2 separate regions of the Mus musculus genome follow, and region 2 is linked to region 1. Evidence: chromatin contacts called from public HiChIP or PLAC-seq data. All regions are on one chromosome and are shown on one strand. Each heading gives the region's core, a stretch centred on a gene start, on an enhancer-like site or on the middle of the called end of the contact. The rest is flanking DNA. Distances are from core to core; before and after follow the strand shown.

What was found. HiChIP or PLAC-seq counts read pairs in DNA pulled down with a chosen protein or histone mark.
Region 2: a contact with region 1 is called in a FOXA1 HiChIP or PLAC-seq map of pancreatic cancer cells. The contact joins the promoter of Vps4a here to the promoter of Ripor1 in region 1. A contact is called at or near these places in 1 of 39 promoter capture datasets (liver), 1 of 115 datasets of contacts at active chromatin or transcription factors (pancreatic cancer cells) and 1 of 9 other capture datasets (liver).

Annotation. Positions count from the first base shown.
Region 1 is chr8:105,603,027-105,607,222 of GRCm38.p6, reverse strand. Ripor1 (RHO family interacting cell polarization regulator 1) reads right to left here and starts at 1,994. Exons shown (of 22, transcript NM_001081241.2): 1 at 1,873-1,994.
Region 2 is chr8:107,029,443-107,033,638 of GRCm38.p6, reverse strand. It overlaps Vps4a (vacuolar protein sorting 4A), which reads right to left and starts at 2,370. Exons shown (of 11, transcript NM_126165.2): 1 at 2,148-2,370. The coding sequence starts at 2,168.

The sequences.
Region 1 (4,196 bases), core at 745-3,244:
CTAAGAGAAGTCTCAGCTCCTGCCAACTCAGGTGAGTTCTGGAAACGATAAAGAATCAAGTCCCAAAGGTTATGAGGCGTGCAGCTCGACAGCGAATGGAATCTTAATTGCCTGCACGAACCCACTTTCCATAGACCTCCCGATCGTTCCTGTGTGCCAGGACAAAACCACCAGCATGGGGCGGAAAGTAAGACCAATAGTACTGTTCACCTAGCGCACACCACACTAGCTACAGCCTCTCCACGAGTCTCTAGGTCCAGCCCGACTCAGCTGTAGGGCTACAGTAGACTGAGGTAAACAGAAGCTATAAATAACCCAGGCAAAAGGGTGGCTGCAAGGGAGAAGGGGGTCGCGCGCAAAAGCCTGTCCCTGTCTCCATGGCAACTGCCCCAAACCTAGTTGCTGACGTCATCTGGCAGCCGCCAACCAGAACTGCCACTGAAAAGGGGAGGGGGGCCTGCTATGGCCTAAGACCCCCACCCCACCCCGGAACCGGGTGGAGACTACTTAGTGGCCTCACTTCCTGCCAGCCTCCTCCCTGGTCAGCTGGTCACATTCCCTGTCCCGCCGCGTTCTGGGAGCTGGACAGCCTCCCCCGGCTAGGTCTGGCTAGGTCGCGAGTCCCAGCGGTGGCGGATTGGGAACGCTCTGACTCACTCTCGCCCTCCTCGCCTGGTTTTCCACCTAGGCAGATCCTAGTCCAAACGCCTTGTGCGCTCCCCTCCCTCCCACCCAAACCCAGGCCCAGGGACTGCTCATCTCGCTCTGCTGCCCACAGGGCCCAGGACTGTGTGGGAGGTAGACGAGGGAGCCTTGGCAGTCCTTGTCCGGCTGTAGTGCTCCCAACCCCCACTGTCAATACTAGAGAGGTGGATAGTGAATTCTTGCTTCTTCCCAACCCAGCTGTGTGACCTTGAAAATGCTGCTAACCTCTCTGGCCCAGTATTTACATCTGCCAGATGGTCATACACCTTCTCAGAAGGCTGCATGTCAGTCGAATGTGCAGGTCCAAGACGCACGCAGCCACATAGACGGTGGCCAGGACACCGTTATTATTGTATTAGATTTTACACACGAGACCAGCCTGCACGCACATCAGAAATGATTTGGAAGGGCCGGTAAGAGAGGTCACACTCAGACTTAACTTAAGATAGGAGGACAGAGGGTCCTAAAAGCTGACATAGCCGGGGCTCTAGCCCTGGTTGAACAACCCCTTCCCCAAACCAGTTCTACAGGATGCTTAGTTCTGACTGTTTGCTGAGTCCCCATAGCAGCTTCCATTTCCAGGGACAGGGTCTGTCGACCGCCGCCAAAACGACCTTCTCCAGCTTCAGCTTCGGTTTGGGTGGAGAGTGTGGCCTCGGGCAAATTCAGTCTTCAGTCACCTCGGGCCTGGCCCCAAAGCAGCTTAGGTCGACCAGGGCCAGGAACACTAGCTAGCTCATCTAGGGGGTCTCCTGCACCCTGTCGCCCCGTTCCCATTCCCAGATCAGCCTCTGCCGCACCGCAGGCTCCAGGATAAAGCCAATCCCAGGCCCAGAAAGGCGTCTCAGGCTCGCCCTCGGGCCTGCCCACAGTGGAGCCCCGGGGCACTGCCGTGGCGGCCTGGGCGCGGAAGGGAAGGGAGGAGGCGGCGGGCGCGGCAGAGCCGGAGGCGGCGGCTTTTGTGGGGCGAAGCTGCGTTCTCCGTGCCCGGGGTGGGGGTGGGGGTGGGGAGAAAAGACACGGCGCGATCCGGGTCGCGAGAACGGGGTGAGGCGGGACCCGGTCGCAAGTCCGGGAGCCGATGGGCGGCGCGGGTGCAGGACGCACGGGATCCACAGCTCGCCCCTTCTCCCCGCCACGGCCTTAGGAAACGGCGCGGACACTCACATGGCTGCGCTGGGCTGCAAGGACCTCGCGCTGTCGGTACTCTCGGCGTTGCCCGGCCTGCTCGCGCTGCAGCTGCCGCTGTCGCCGCGGCCGGCGCCTGCCCCTCCCTCCTCTCCGCCGCCCCGCCCCGCCCCTCTGGGCCCCACCTCCTGCGCTCCCCTCCGGCTCCCGCACCCCGAAGGGGCGCCCACAGCTCGCTCCGCCTTCGCGAGTTACCCGGCAGAGTGGTCTGCCTACCGTGTCAACCAGCTTGTGGAAAGGGAGAGCGAAGGGAGAGCGAAGGTGTCTGCGGGAACCGGACAGCTTCCTGGGAACTGCATGCAGACCTTAAATCTGGGGTAGGGGGCGCTAGGGAACCCCTCCTACTTGCCTCTTACCCAGATCTCTGCAGCTCTAAAGACCTCAGGCTCCCTTCCTGTCACCATAAACAGGTTCTTGGAGCTGACACGGAAAGTTGGGGTGGTTGGAGGAAGTGCTTAGGGTCTGGAGAGGCTTAGATAAGGGAACCAGAATCTGGCCTAACCGTCGCACACCTTCTGGGTTGAAGTTCTGCCCCTCATCCCTTCCCACTTTTTCAGCCAGCCTCAGTTTCCCGCTGTAGGATCAGAGAGCCTTTTCGACAACGTCTTCCTTATAAATAGGGCTCATAGCTAGGCCAGGCAAGCGTGTAACCACTCAGCGGGTACTGCTTTCTGGGGAGTTACAGATTTTGTTTCTGGGATATAAGTGACTAACCTGGTAAGGTCTGGGTATGCGTACTGGGAACATACATTGGCCATGGGGGTCAAAGGCAAAAATGAGTTATGGTGTAACAGAGAGCTGGCCTGACCAACAAGCTGACTCCAATCCCCTACCCCTCCCATTATTAACCAGATGCTATTAGCTCTCTCCAACCCCCTGTCCCTATCCTCCACCTCTTGGCGTTCCTGTTTCCTGCAACATCTCATCTTTTGAGGTAGGTCAGGCATACTCAGGGGTGGTCTGATGGATTTTAAGAGGTGCCTGAATTTCTGAGCCTGACACTGATCCTGAGCGTAGGTCTCAACAACCCGATATGGTAGGATTCTGGAATACCAACATCTTCATCCCCCTAGGCTCTTTCCAGAGACACCCTCAGCCTCTTTCTCAACCCTCCAGGCTTTTCCCCCAGAACACTTGCTTGTTCCAGAGCCCTGGATGCCCTTGTGAATGCCCCCATCCCTTTCCCAGGATTTTTTTTTCTTTTAAACACAGGGTCTAACACTATGTAGCCCTGGCTGTTCTGGAACTCTCTCTGTAGAGCAGGCTGGCCTCAAACACCCAGAGATCACCCAGAGATCTACCTGCCTCTGCCTCCCAAGTGCTGGGATTAAAGGCATGCGCCACCACTGCCGGGCTCTTTTTTTTTATTTTTTATTTAATTTATTTAGTTTTATTTTATGTGCATTGGTGTTTTGCCTGCATGTATATCTGTGTGAGGATGTCAGATCCCCTGGTACTGGAATTACAATTGTGAGTGATTGGCCTGTGGGTGCTGGGAATTGAATCCAGGTTCTCTGGAAAAAACAGCCAATGTTTTGAACTGCGGAGCCATCTCTCCAGACCCCCCTCCCCAGAACTCTCAAAACTTGTCGTCCCTGGACCTCTGGCTAGCTCTAAAGCTTCCCCCTTCAGCAAAAGATTCTTCAAGTACTTTTTCGGCAGATGACCTCTTCTCTTTTTTTCTCGGTCAAGTTTCTGACCAACTCCTCTCAGACCTTGAATCAGGACCAGGTAGCAAGCAAGCCACCTGCATGTAGGGAGGGGCCCTGTGCGTGAGTTAAGGAATCTGACTGTGGTATCTAAGCATTTTAGTGCAGAGATCAACACTGTCCTGGCTCCTAGTGGGAGTTTTGAAGGACAATTTGTTGAATGAAAGAGTGAACGAGCCAGTATCAGTAACCTGCTCTGTCAACCCTCCCTCCCCTCTCTTCTTGCCCCACCCCAAACTTCCATTCTTTTCTTGACTCTTCTGGGAATCAAATCCAGGAGCAAGTGCTCTCCTACTGAGCTACACTGTCTGTCTTTGGTCCACAGAGACGGGGCCTTGCTATGAGACCAGGCTAATCCCAAACTCACACTATTCCTACTTCTGCCTGCTACGTGCTAGGATTGAGGTTGTATGCCACTGTACCTGGTTCCTAGTCCTCCAGGCTGTGCACACTTGACATCTTTAAAATGCATTATCTCCTCTTCTCTCCCACATTACCAATGCTCTGTCATCCATCCATTCACCAGTGAATATTCCTGAGCACCAAGAGTTGGGAAATGTGCTGGTTGCTAGAGTGGCAATGGCTTAGAGCTGT
Region 2 (4,196 bases), core at 1,121-3,620, 1.4 Mb before region 1:
GGGTGGATCTCTGAGTTTGAGGCCAGCCTGGCTAGCCAGGATGGCCAGGACTATACAGAGAAACCCTGTCCCCAAAACACCACCACCACCACCACCAAAACCAAAAAGAAAGCAAGCGGAAACTGACCTGCTGCCTGCCTGTCATAGTGTTAGTCTCTGGGGGGAGAAAAGACATCAATAGTATCCCTGAAGCCAACCATGCATGTTACAGTACTGATCTGCCATTGGTCCAATAGTGGCACAAAAGTTATGGGGGCGCTCAACTATATTTGGCTTGGATCTGAGGCCTGCTGTACAGGGAAGAATTCAGATCTGGCGCTGTAAAGCTGGTCAGAAGCCCATGGCTTAGGGACCACAGGCCTAGAGAAGAATCTACACTGTTGTTTTATTAGATGACATAATGCTGATCTGTCCTCTAAGTATTTATACTTATCTCCACAGATATAATCTAGGCCAGAGAAGTTGCTCCTCTCAGTGGTGGTGAGTTGGTTAGATGATTAGCAGTCAATGCAGACTCCTAACTGAGATTAGTGTCTATTGAGGGAGGGCTCAGCCCTGAGAGTTATCACCCATGTCCCCAAGGCACAAGAAAAAAACTGGAAGAGGGGAGGAAAGAGCCAGAGGCTGGAGGGGTGCTGTGAAATGCAGCTTACCTGCACCAGATGAGCTCACTAAGACCAATCAAAATTTAAGAAGCACTAACTGGGCACAGCGGGTTACTGAGAGGGGGGGCACAGGAGTAGGGGGTGGAGCTGGAAGTACACAAGACCCAGACTCATGGTTGACATGTATGAAACGTCAAAGAATAAAGGAAATCCCAGGAAAAAAGAAATCCGCTTCCTACCGGAGTCTGACAGCCTGAATTGAACATCCAGAAGAGAACCGATGCGTGCATGTTATCCTCGGACCTCCCCACACGGGCAGGTCATGGGAATGCGTGTGCGGGCACTGTCATACCCAGACAACACATGCACACCATACATACATATGCACGCAAACACAACAACGTACAATGCCACAGAGTATGCTACATGGGACAGTAGGGCTGAGGAGCAGTGGTTAAAGGCGTAGAGTTTCTTTGGTGATGATTCAAACCTCTAAAAGCCCTGGATGGTACAGTTTAAATATGTGACCGTTATAGCATGAGTGCTAGCTCTTCATAAAACTGTTTCCTAAAAGTTGGATAATATTCTTGGTTCACATGTAGTGCTAACTCTGGCCAGGCAGGTGGGATCAGGCCGAAGTTGGTTTAACCCTAAGAACAAACAGAACAGTTTCTGCAGTGAATGGTGGGTTCTAGTTCTGAATTCCATCTAATTTCAAGCCTAGAACAGAAATTTACTCCTGTATTTCTACTTGGAGCAGCCACCACCACCACCAGATATGCAAATATCACTCACTCTTTGATGCTCTGGCTAAAGTCCCTTCCTTCATAAAGTCTTACTTGGTTCCACCCAAACGCTTACTTTATTAGCAAAGGCTTACCGAGTACATGATATGCTGAACCTATGTTATAATTGCTTTCCCTGAATTATTGTCTCAAGTCGTCTGACAACCACCCTACAAGGGCACTGCCTATTTTAGTGATGAGGAAATCCAACATTCCAACATCCAAAACCTAGACACACTGGTGAGTGGCAGGGCTGGGATTTAAACACAAGCCTGAGGCCTGACAGTGTTTATGCTTTCTGACAGCTCTAGAACGAGCCCTTCCTTCATCCGGGCGGCGCCACCCCAGCATCACCCTGCAGGACGTAGGGAATGAATGAAGGGTGGCTGGCCGAGAAACCCGGGGCTCGTTGGAAGCAGCTCAGGGGGCTGCCAGGGCGCCTGGCAGGAGCGGGTGAACGCCGCTCCCGGAGCGACCTGCGGGACCCGGGCGCGCTCAGGGGGAGGCGGCGCCGCTGCAAGGCGGCAGTTCAGCCCCGGCTGCGCGTCCTGGGCTCCGGCCCGCCGGTTCGGCTTGGGCCGGGGCTCAGTGGAGACGTCCTTCGGGCTCCGAGCGCGGGAGAGGCTGCAGCGCGGGTGGGACGAGGCAGCCTGACAGGGACCGCCAGGCCGGGCTCCGAGGAGGCCACCGCCCGTCCGCTCCGCGGCCCGCAGGCCCTGCCGCCTTGGGCCTCCGCGGGCGCGCCGCACCCAAGTACCTGGAGGGTTGACGTTGTCATTTCATATCCTGGGTCCGCCCCACACCCCGCGGTGCTGCTTGCGGCCTCGGTCCGGCTCGGAGGAGCCGAGGTGGTGGGTCCGCCGCTTAGGAGCCCGGCAGGTCGGCTCTCGGCGCGGGCAGAGCTGCCACTAGCAGTGGGAGCCGAGTCCGAGGGTGAACGAGGAGCGCGGCCCAGAGCGGCCCAGCCCGAGTCACGCGGCTGCCGCCCTGTGGCCATGGCCTGCAACTGCAGACACCGCTCCTCTAAGAGGGGCGGGGCCTGCCGGGGGCGGGGTCTGGTGGGATACCGGTAAAGGGCCAGCCCGAAGGCCGGTAAAACCGGAGTGAGGGGCGGAGCCGCCGAGTGAGGGGTGGGGCCGACGGGGGCGGGGCCTGGTAGATCCGGGAGAGGAGCGGGGCTGGACGTGGACAAAGATGGGGAGTTCTGGGCGGAGTTGGGAGCCCAGGTGGGCGGGGCCGACCAAGGGCGTGCCTTGTGAGAGAGTGAGGGGCGGGGCGGAGGGAACAAGTAGAATCTGTACCCCACTTGAGTAAACCTAACCATAAAAAGTAAACTCCCTGGAGCTGTGTTTTCCCGCTATTTAATAGGTTATGTTAATTAGTATTTACCTTGCCTGTCTTAGGGGACAATGAATGAACTAATGTATACATAGTGAATGTCACACTGTGGGTTCAATCCCAGGTAACTGTTATGAGAGAATGATTCTAAAGCCTGTTTTGTGATGGTTTTTATTTTTATTTTTTTTTCAAGACAGGGTTTCACTGTGTTGCCTTGGCTGTCTTGGAACTCAGGCTGTCGACCAGGCGTAACCTCGAACAGAGATCCACCTGCCTCTGCCGTCTGAGTTCTGAGATTAAAGGCTTGTACCACCACCAAGTTTGTGCTAGTTTTTAACTGTTAACTTTTCTGGGCCAGCGAGATGGCTCAGCAGGTAAAAGCACTTGTGCACAAGACAAATGAGCTAATATCCCCAGTTCCTGCTGGGTGGAAGAAGAGAGCAGACTTCTTATAGTTGTCCTCTGATTGCCACACTCCTGCCCACCCAAACTCTCAGAGATCTGCCTGCCTTTGCTGGGATTAAAGTTTTGGGTTGCCATGCCCAGATACTTCTTTTTTTCAGGCAGGGTCTCTCTCTCTGTGTCAGGTGCAAAGGAAACTGCATTTCCTGAGATTCTGGAGCTGCTTCCCCTTTATCAAAGGAGCCACGTCATTTCCCTTACCACTGGCAGAAGGAACATGGCTGTCTGAGGTGCCTGTCAGCATAGGGAAGCGCACACTAGCCTCCAGGTCTGTGGGCTAATGTGCGCTTTGCTCCCTCCCCTAAACGTCACTCATGGGCTTCCCTTCCCCAGCTACTCATTTCTCCTCATAACCCTGCGATTTCAGCTCTGTGCCCTCTTGGTCTTGTCTTGTCTCTCCCTCTCTGCACAGCTCCTGCTCCCCTCACAGTCAGGTCCAGTCAGCTGACCCTATTCAGTCCACTCTGTTCTTTCTCAGCTCTGGGCTCTTCCGGATGCCTCTGACTGTTCCCTCCCTCATAGCTACAATAAAGATCATGGTGGCACATGCTTTTAATAACCTGCGCTCAGGAGCCAGAGGCAAGAGGATCTCTTGTGAGTTTGAGGACAGCCTGAACTATACAGCAAGCTCCAAGACCAACAGGACAGCATAAAGAGACCCCGTTTCAAAAAACCAGTCGGGGCTGGAGAGATGCTGGAGAGATGGCACAGCAGTTAAGAGCACTGGCTGCTCTTCCAGAGGTTCTGAGTTCACAGGAAGAAAAAAATTATGCCAAAAAGAAAAAAAAAGACCCCAGGAGTTCTAGAGGCTGGAGGTCTAAAACTCAAGTTACTGGTAGGGCCATGCTCCCTTGAAGCCTGCTAGGCGGAAGGCACACTTGCTGGACACCCTTGGAATTCCAGTGACTCGTAGATCCATCACTCCAGCCTTTGGACACCCCATCATGTCACATGACACAACCATCTCTCCTGTGGGTCTTTCCTAACACTACTCATACATAAAATA